Regions from separate parts of the Sus scrofa genome. Here region 1 is linked to region 2. Evidence: chromatin contacts called from public HiChIP or PLAC-seq data. All regions are on one chromosome and are shown on one strand. The core of a region is the stretch at or near the end of the contact, and the rest is flanking DNA. Distances in the headings are between cores, read along the strand shown.

Region 1 (4,258 bases), core at 1-2,500, 38 kb before region 2:
GTACCAGGTCTTGGAGGTGTCTCGGCAGCCGCTCTTCACCAATATCACAGTGGACATTGGGCGGCCCCCCTCATGGCCCCCTCGGGGCTGACACCAGTGGACAAAGGCTCCCAGTGCCAAGGATTGCCTGCCAGAGGACTGACCTACAGCCTGGCTGGCGGCTGCTCTGTGGCGGATCCCCCAGGACTGAGACTGCGGGCTCTGTTTTCTGAGGGTCTTCAATAGGCCCCCCCAGCTACACCTGGAAATTTCAGGACCTACTCTGGGGGGCTTCCATCCTGGGCAGGCCCCTCAAGTGTGGCCCTCCCTGGGGTCACCCCTTCTTCCTGCTCCTCCTTCCCCAGGCCAGCCCCCTTCACTGTCAGGGCTGGGCCAGCCCCTGCACTGCCTCACCGAGTGGCCTGGGCCAGGTCACTCCACCTCTCTGTGCCTCAGTTTCCCCCCTCCTTGAGTCCCCTAGGGCCTGGAAGAGCGGGAGGTATGACTAGGGGGCAGTGTCGCTTCCAGGGGGACTTCTCAGACCTGGGGATCCCCCATGCTTCCAGGGGAGGGGAAACCTTTTACATTCAACATTGTGGGGGGCAAACGCTGGTGCGCCCCCTGCTGAGGAGCAGCCCCGGGAGGGGACCAGAGAGGGTGCTGTGTGGCTGCCTGGGACCTTGGGGATGGGCTTTGCATGGGGGGTGGGTGGGGCTTGGATCAGGTGGGTTCCTGCCCCCCGCCCCTCAGAAAGAAGGCAGTAGCCCCAGGGCCGGCTCGTGTTTGTACATTGCACAGAAACTTGTGTGGGTGCTTTAGTAAAAAAACGTGAATGGAGCAGTCCCTTTGTCTCTTGGGGGATGGGGATCTGGAGCCCTAAACCCAGGCCCTGCGTGTGTGGTGGGAGGAGGCCTGGCTCAACCTAGCGGTCCGGCCCCGGCCGGGCCGTCCTGTTCCTCCAAGAACAGCGCTTCGCTAGTCCGCCAGCTGGAAGGGGGAAAGTTTACGCTGTCGCTGCCTCGCGGCCAGAAGAGCCAAAGAAGTAATCACCCCGTGGGCTCAGATTTCTCAGTGCTTTCACCTGTCCTGAAAGCGAAAGGCGCCCAGGGATGGAAGGAACGTGGGGGTCAGGGCGGGGCGGCTGGTTGACTCCAAAACCACCTACCACCGCGGTGGGTTGGGCTTGACGAGCCGGCACCGCCCTGAAATGGGCGGGGGCGGGGCTTGGGGGCGGAGCAGGGCCCCGTTTCCCGGGTGACGGCCGCGCGGGAGGGGCGGGGCTAGGGCCCCGGTCCGGCCGCCTGGCTCCTCGGGCCGCGACCAGAAACTGCGGACCCTGAGCGTCAGCCAAGAGCCGGGGGGACGAGACAGAGCCAGAGGCCGGTGGCTTCTGGGCTGGCCAGTTCTAGCCGTGGGGACGGGCGGCGGAACGCGGTGGGGCTTGAGGGAGGCCGGCCCGGGCGCCAGGCTGGGGGCGTGGCCTGTGAAACCCGGAAGGGGCTGGGCGTGAGCGGGAGTGCCCGACCCGGGGCGACCCAGGTCCCCCCGCCCCCGGCGCTCCGACCTGCTGACCCGCATCGGGGGGCACCGGGGCGCGGGCGGGCCATGCCTGGGAACTACCTGTCGCTCTGGGAGCTGGTGGAGGAGCACGTTCCGCTCCTGGAGCGGCCCGAAGTGAAGAGGATTCTGGGGGAGACGACGGTGGACCTGAGCCTGGAGCTGCGGGCAGAGGTGGGGCGTGGGAAGGTGGGCCCCGCTCCAGTCCTGTTCCACCACTGGGATGACTTCCCCACCTCCTCTGGGCGCCTGGTCCTGCCTGGTAACTCTCGAGAGCTTGTCGGATCTCACCGTCCGCCCATCCCTCTCCAGTTTAACGCTGCGCTGCCCCTCACTTCCCCAGCTCCGTGCCTCCCCTCCTTTCCCTCCTCAGTTGCAAGGTGTCCCGGCTCTTCTTGCAGGTGGTGATGCTACGAACACTGCTCCTAGAGGCTCGGTCCTCCCAAGCGCCTGGCTCCTGCCCCACCTCTGACCCCTCCTCCCTTCTGGCACCACCGCCGCTCCTAAGAGACCTCGTGCGCCAGGAACTACGGCAGCTGCTCCAGGGTCTCCGCCGGAAGGCCATCTGTGAGGGCAGGTAGGAGCCTGAGGCCTGGGGCGGGGACCTGTCCCTAAAACTCACATGGGCCAGCAGGGGTCGCCTTTCCTGCGATTCCCTGGAAGGAGCCCCTGACTCTACTTCGTGTGCACCTTCTGCAGGGACCAGACCCAGGCCTGGGTCCGGTATAGCCCCAGGGTCCTGCGCTTTGCTCTGGAGGAGCCCAGGTGTGATGTGCCAGAACAGAAGATATTGCAGATGAAAGCTGGCGAACCCGGGTAAGGTGCTTGGGAAGGAGGGACCTGTCCCTGCTGGCAGAGGACCCCAGCTAATGGGTGGGTCTCCCCTGGCCACATGGAGGGTTGCACCTGGCTCCTGGTCTGGGGCTGGACACTTCTACAGCCACTTGTGGCAGGGATCAGCAAACGAGGGCTGCAGAAGCCCAGGAGACACGTGCCAGGCCTGGAAGCTTGGTTTGATCTGGGTCTCAGAGTATGAGGAGCAGAGAGAAGCACTTTGCAGGAAGAGGGAGCACTCTACACAGATATGGATGGAAAGAAAACCTGCATCCAGTCATGGGTTGTTTCTCAGGCCTGGAGAATAGAAGCAGGCGGCTGGGCTAGAGATTGAATGAGATAGACAGGCGGGAGCATGTTCATCCGTAAACGGCAGAAACTTATTTCTTATTCTTACACATCTCTACGAAGGAGGTGATGCCCCCATTTTGCAGATGAGGAAACTAAAACTCAGAAAGCATGATTGATTTGCCCAAGCTCACACGGAGTGAAGGGCGGCAGAGCAGAGCCCATTCGTAACCCAGGCTCCAGAATGCCTCCTTCTCGTGCAATGTTACTTTTGCTTTTGTGAGAAAAGGCGCACAGTTGTCTAGGAGAAATGGCCTTTGTGTCCTAAAAGCCTGAGGTGAAGCAATATGGAAGGGTGACGTTGACTTCACCTGCCGGCAGCTGTCACAGGGACCTCAGCATCATTAAGGACCAACTCGACGTGTCCCACATCGACGAGGTTGCCGGCCACCTGCGGTGAGGGCCCTGAGCGTGTGTGGTGGGGGCGGAGACAGGGAGGGTGGGACTGAGGATGGGGGCCCTGAGCTGGTGAGAGGAGAAGGGAGGCAGCAAACCCGCTGGGGAGACCCAGGTGTGTAGGGCTGAGAGGCCCAAAGGCCAGGTTGCTGCGGGGCTCGGGAGGTTTGCTGCCAGGAAGTAGCCAAGTATGGGTGCCAGCTGGGGCCTTGGCCTGAGGACTTTTGTTCTGGGGGGTGGGGGAGAGCTGGACCGCAGAAGAGTTTTTAAGCAGGGGAAGGGCCGTGATGAAGAGAGAATGGAGCAGGAGGACCTGCAGGTCCGGTACAGTCATGCAGAAGAGAGAATGGTGACCCTGGGTGGGCGCTGGGAGGGAGGCAAGAAGAGGACGCATCCTGCCCAAGAGGAGGCTGGCAGGTGCCAGGCTGGGCTGGGGCCACTCTCGGGCAGCAGAGGGTGAGGTGGACTGAGAAAGGAGGGCCTGCAGGGGGCTCCTGGTGAGGCTGGAGGTAGGGACTTGGGGAGGACTCCGCTGAGACCCAGGCCTACAGCGCTGCTTTGGGTGCCACACCCCCGTGTCCCAGGGCCCTCCTGGAGGAGGAGTGTCGCACGCTGGAGAGGGAGATTCCCATCCTGCAGGTGAGTGGCAGCCCCGGGCCTCCCCGCTCCCACAGCCTTTCTGCTGAAGGTAGACACACCCATCTCTCACCTGGTGCGTGAGAGCCACAGACACGTGTGTCTGTGCGTGTGCGCGTGTGCATGCAAAGGTCGTGTGAGCCCTGTGTCCCTTTCTCACCGATGCGCACTTGCTGTGTGTGTGAATCCGGAAGCCCAGGATTCCGGTTGAACCCGGGAGGGCGGGGTCAGCCCTTTTAGATTCACCCGCAAGGACCTGCCCCTGGTGTTCTGCCTCCCTCCTTTCCCCAAGGCTGGGCTCGGGCCTGCCACCACCTTGCCAAGCTCAGCTCTTCGGGAAGGCTGGCGCTCCCCTCAGGGGTGCCCTCTCGTGGTCAGGATGAGGAGGCAGCATGAACTGGCCTCTGGGCCCCATGCTCAGCATCTTGATCTGGGCCTCCTGCCCCACCCATCCCTGAGGTGAGGCCGGGTCCTGAACCAGCTCTCCCCGCAGCGCTGCCTGGAAGAG
Region 2 (4,533 bases), core at 1,282-3,781:
GGGCGAGGAGATGGAGAGCAGGAGCCCGCATGCGGTGCGCAGACCCAGCCTGCCGGCCCCCGGCGCGCAGACCCACTGGCGCCTTAGACAGACGCTCTGGTTCCGGCGCTGCCTTCACATCCCAGCGCCCGCCGCCCGGGACCGAGCCGGCGTCGGCGCGCAGCTCCCCATCACCCGAGAGCCTACCCCCCCTCCGCCACCCGCCCCGCGCCGCCGTTCCCTCCCGCTTCAGCTCCTTGGTGACAGTGGTGACACCCAGACGCGCGCACCTACCCCGACCTCTCTGGCGAGACAGACATCCCCGTGCGTGCACCCATACTCTTGCCTACAGATGCCCGCATGCATGCGCGATCACACACACACACACACACACACACACACACACACACACGCTCGCTCGCTCTCTCTCTCTCTCGCTGGTTCTGGGGCTCAGCCTCGCTGAGCCACCAAACATCCAGACCCAAGGCAGGACAGTCAGAGGCTGGGGCCGCAGCGCCCCCTTCCCTCAGCCCCCTTACCATGCTGCAGCCCCCGGCCCAGGCGTGCCGGGTCCGCACCGCGGTGCGCCCAGGTGGCTTTCTTAAAGGGAAAGTTGCATCAGCCTCCCGAGGCTCAGTGCCGCCGCAAGTCTGCCCGCCCCGCCGCGCCGTTCGCCGCTCCTCCTGAGCTTGTTGTGTTTTGGTTTCGGGGAGGCGGGGGCAAAGAGTTTGGTGAAAGTTTGGAGAGTGGAGAAGGCTTGGGAGACCTAGCCAAGTCCCTCCCCTCTCTGAACTGCACCCCTGGCCGCTCTGCCATCCCCCTCCGCCCCCATCTCATCCCCACCCCCGTCCGACTTCTCAGGCTCCTCCTCCCACAGAATAAAATTGCAGTCTCTCTAGCTTTCAGATGATTGATCCCCGCGAACCCCTGGAAGTGCGCACTGCCAAGGAGCCCCCTTCTCCACCTTTGCCTCGCTGCCCTCCAGCTGGGGCCCTTGGAGGAAGCAGATGTCGTCCCCTTCGGGTAGGGCTGGAATGAAGCCAGAAGGCCGGGGCACTTGGGGGGGGGGGCTGAGGCTGGAGTTAGCCTGCCAGGCCCCCGGCCTTCTGCGCCTGCGTTCCCCCTAGAGAGAAGTCAGAGCAAATTCCATTCCCTTTGGAGCAGCGCCGCTAGGGACTGTGGGCACAGCTGGGTAAGGCCTGGGTCCTACTCCTTGGGACGCGAGGCCTGGGGGTCCTTTCTCCACTGACCCTCCCCTAAATTGGTTTGGTCAGCTCTATGCTGGCCATATTGTTACAGGGGCTGCAGATACCAACCTGGACCCCCACTTACCTCCCCAGGGAGACAGACCTGGGTTCCAGTTCCAGCTAAAGCAGAGACTTTGGCAGAGGGAGCTTTGCGGAGCCTGTTTCCTGTCCTGTAAAATGCACAAAACATATTGCTCCAGGCTGCCTTTGGGCAGCAATACTTGGCGGTTGGTGGAAAGGAGCTCCCATATTTGCTTACCTTAAGAGCCACCAGCTTTCAAGAAGAAGGGGCCTTTCGTACTGGCTGTCAGGGAACCACTGTTGCCCCCCGGCAGAGTGCCCTCTGCTCAGGGAGGGCACCAACCTGGAGAGATGGTCTCTTCTCTGCACCCTGATTCTAGCCTCACTGTCATCTGGCCAGGAAACCAGTTTTATTTGTTCCCTGGGGATAGTCAGCCTCTAAGAAGCTGATTCACACATGCGAAACTCCCACAAGATCAATTGAAGAGTGAGATTCCACGTTATTAATTTACTGTCAGAGGCACTGGGCAGTATAACAGGTGTCAGGCACAGACACTTCTTGCCAAGGCAGTTCTCAGGCTACACATGCCGTCCATTGCACAAGGCATCCCCCCCGGGCTCTGCCAACTCGGAACTTATAACCTGTTCACATTAGGGATGTAATCAGATCTGGGGAGGTCTGGAGACATTATTCTCATCAGCAAGATTATTTTCATTGTTACTTTGTTCCCAAACCTGGCAGGTATAGCATGTTTGTGATTTTTATTCTCCTGTGAACGAGTTGCAGGTGTCTTGTGTGCGCGCACTCGCCGCTCCCTGAGCAGGCTGTGGAGCCTGTGCCCCCTGCCCCCGTGGATTTGTGTAGGTGGATCTGTGTTTGTGGAGGAGTGACAGTGGGCACTGCAGCAGCTCTGTGTAGTGGTATGTATGGGTGTGCGTGCCTGGCTCTGGGTGGGGGCCGGCACGGGTGATCCAAGCCCCACCCCACCGCATAGGACGTAAATTTAATTGCTGGTCTCTCCCTCCTTCCCTCCCTCCCCCTGGGGCTTGTCAAAAAGGGCTGCCACACGGGGAAGGCGGGAGGGAGGCTGTTGAAAGAGTCCCCAGGTAGTGGAATGGGGTGAGGAAGAGGCTGAGACGATGGCAAATGGCCAACTTTCCTCCAGTAGACTGGGGGTGGGCTGGGGGCTGCGAAGAGGGCACTGAAGATCAGTGAAGCTTCTGGGACTGCCATGGCCAGGGACAGTGGGGCGTCCCCCCTCACGCTTCGGACTCCATATGAAGGGAGACAGACAGACTGCCAGATGCTCACTGCCAGTCTCCCAGAGACTGTCAAGACCTGTGGCTGGGGGTCGGGGGGAGGTGGGGGTGGAAGAAGAGGGGGGGGTGCTCAGAATTCAGTCCCCTGAGCCTCTATTCGGGAGAAAGAGTTTGGGGATTAATCTGGGGACAGGGAGGCAGCCTCACGCTTTAACCCATGCGGTGGGTAAAAGAGATTTTTCCCTGGGGTGTCTGGGCAAGTTGGAGACGTTGCCCGCGTGGGTTGTGCCAGGCAGCTGATGTAACACAAAGCATGTTTGCGTTCATCTGGAGAGATTTACAGATGTGTGTATGTTACCCACCTTGATCTAGAAAGGGCTTCAGGCAGCCACACAGTGAGTTGAGTCCCTGGGAGAAGCTTATGTGAAAAGGTTCTGGTTTGAAAAGCCGTCTCCACGAGGCAGGGACTAAAGTAGCCGTTTTTTTCCAACCAGAAGGAGGCCCCAAGGGAGGTAGGTTTGGGCCTAGCCCAGGTCAGAGCTGGGATGGCCTCCATCCCCAGCTGTGAGCTCCCGGCCCTGGGCAGCTGGCCCACGGGGTGGGAAGGGCACCGGCAGCCTGGACCACTGTGGGGAGAGGAGGGGCATTGGGCCAGAGGACCGAGAGGAGGACTGATGGGGTCAGACATCTTCGCTGGCTGGTGAGCTTCTTCCTGGGGCAGGGCAGCAAGAGGAGGGGCAGCTCGGTGGCTGGGCCCCACCCACTGCGGGCCAGGGCGTGTCTCAGGAGCTCCAGTTGCAGCGCTATTTCCTGGGAGGGCTGGGCCCGGGGTCAGATCCCCTAATGCTGACTGGTTTCACTTGTCATCATCAGCCTGCAAGATCAAGGCCTCTGCTGGGCCCCGGGGGAGTATGCTTAGGTGTAAGTCTGGTGGGATAGGATAAGACCAGACTCGCGCCGCTTCTGGAAGGCACTGTGGCAGCTGGCAGCGCTGGGCACCTTGGTGGAGGAGTGCTGAGGGGCCCTGCGGAGATGGTGGGGGAGGCTGGATGTGGCTTTGAGTTGCAGCCTGGCCTGACAGGGCGTGGAGCCCCAGCCTCAGCAGCTGGGCTCTGCTCTCAGATTCTTCCTCCCTTGAACTTGTAGTGGTCAGTGCCTGGCACCTTCCCCGCCCTGTCACAATGCAAGGGAGTGGGATAGATCGGTTCCAGACCCAAGAGCTGTCTCTGGGGCACCACGTGCCCTTCAGGCCATCCTGTTGTGCTTTCTTTGGCCCTGGTCCACGGGGACAGCATGAGCCAATTATGGGAATCGGAGCAGGGTCCAGACTGGATCCCAGCAGCTACAGGTAAAATTAGGCACACAGCTCAGAAACACTGACTTTGGCCCTGCCTGGGGTGCAGCCCTGATTTCCAGAGCATTTCAATGTTCCGATTCTTACATATCTTGGAAATCCCAAAGTCCAGAATTCCCATTGCCAGAGCCCCCAACCCTGCCGAGAACCTGAAATCCAGAGTTCTCCGCACCCAGAGCCCCCGTGTCCACCACCCAGGGGGCCTAGTGCCCAGGGGGCCTGACAACTTGACCACCTGATGTCCCTAACGTCCAGCTCACAGGGGGCCCATGTCCCACTTCACCGGAAAGGAAGCTGGAGCGGCGGGAGCGGTGGCGACCCGGTCGCTTCAGGGCAGGCATTATCTGCGGAGTGGCCCTCGAGGAAGCTGGGACGGGGTGGTGCTGGAAGCGGAGGCGATTACTTCCTCGATGGATGCTCCGTCGGCCTCCAGCCCCGCCCCCCAGTCACGTGACCCCATGTAAGTGAATGTCCATTTACTCACCCCGTCTGAGTGTGCATCCACCCTGTGCTGGGAATTGAGCCCATTTCGAGGAACTCAGCCTTGAGAGAAAAGGAATTCCTGCTCTCCTTTGTGGAATGTGAGACCGTGTCACACCCCAGTGTGGGGCAGCCCATCTCTGTAGCCAGTGTGTGGCCAAGGGCGTAGCCTTGAGAATGAAGGGTTGCGGG

Evidence for each region. HiChIP or PLAC-seq counts read pairs in DNA pulled down with a chosen protein or histone mark.
Region 1: a contact with region 2 is called in an H3K27ac HiChIP or PLAC-seq map of alveolar macrophages. The contact joins the promoter of CCDC24 here to the promoter of SLC6A9 in region 2. A contact is called at or near these places in 1 of 5 promoter capture datasets (fetal liver), 22 of 47 Hi-C or Micro-C datasets (adipose tissue, blood, brain and 12 more) and 1 of 2 datasets of contacts at active chromatin or transcription factors (alveolar macrophages).

The regions. Positions count from the first base shown.
Region 1 is chr6:167,302,463-167,306,720 of Sscrofa11.1, reverse strand. CCDC24 (coiled-coil domain-containing protein 24) reads left to right here and starts at 1,250. Exons shown (of 8, transcript XM_021096826.1): 1 at 1,250-1,725; 2 at 1,938-2,113; 3 at 2,236-2,352; 4 at 3,040-3,114; 5 at 3,699-3,753; 6 at 4,244-4,258. The coding sequence starts at 1,585. B4GALT2 (beta-1,4-galactosyltransferase 2) reads left to right here. Exons shown (of 7, transcript XM_021096829.1): 7 at 1-818. The coding sequence ends at 91.
Region 2 is chr6:167,265,191-167,269,723 of Sscrofa11.1, reverse strand. It overlaps SLC6A9 (sodium- and chloride-dependent glycine transporter 1), which reads right to left and starts at 2,531. Exons shown (of 15, transcript XM_021096817.1): 1 at 1,486-2,531; 2 at 1,312-1,396.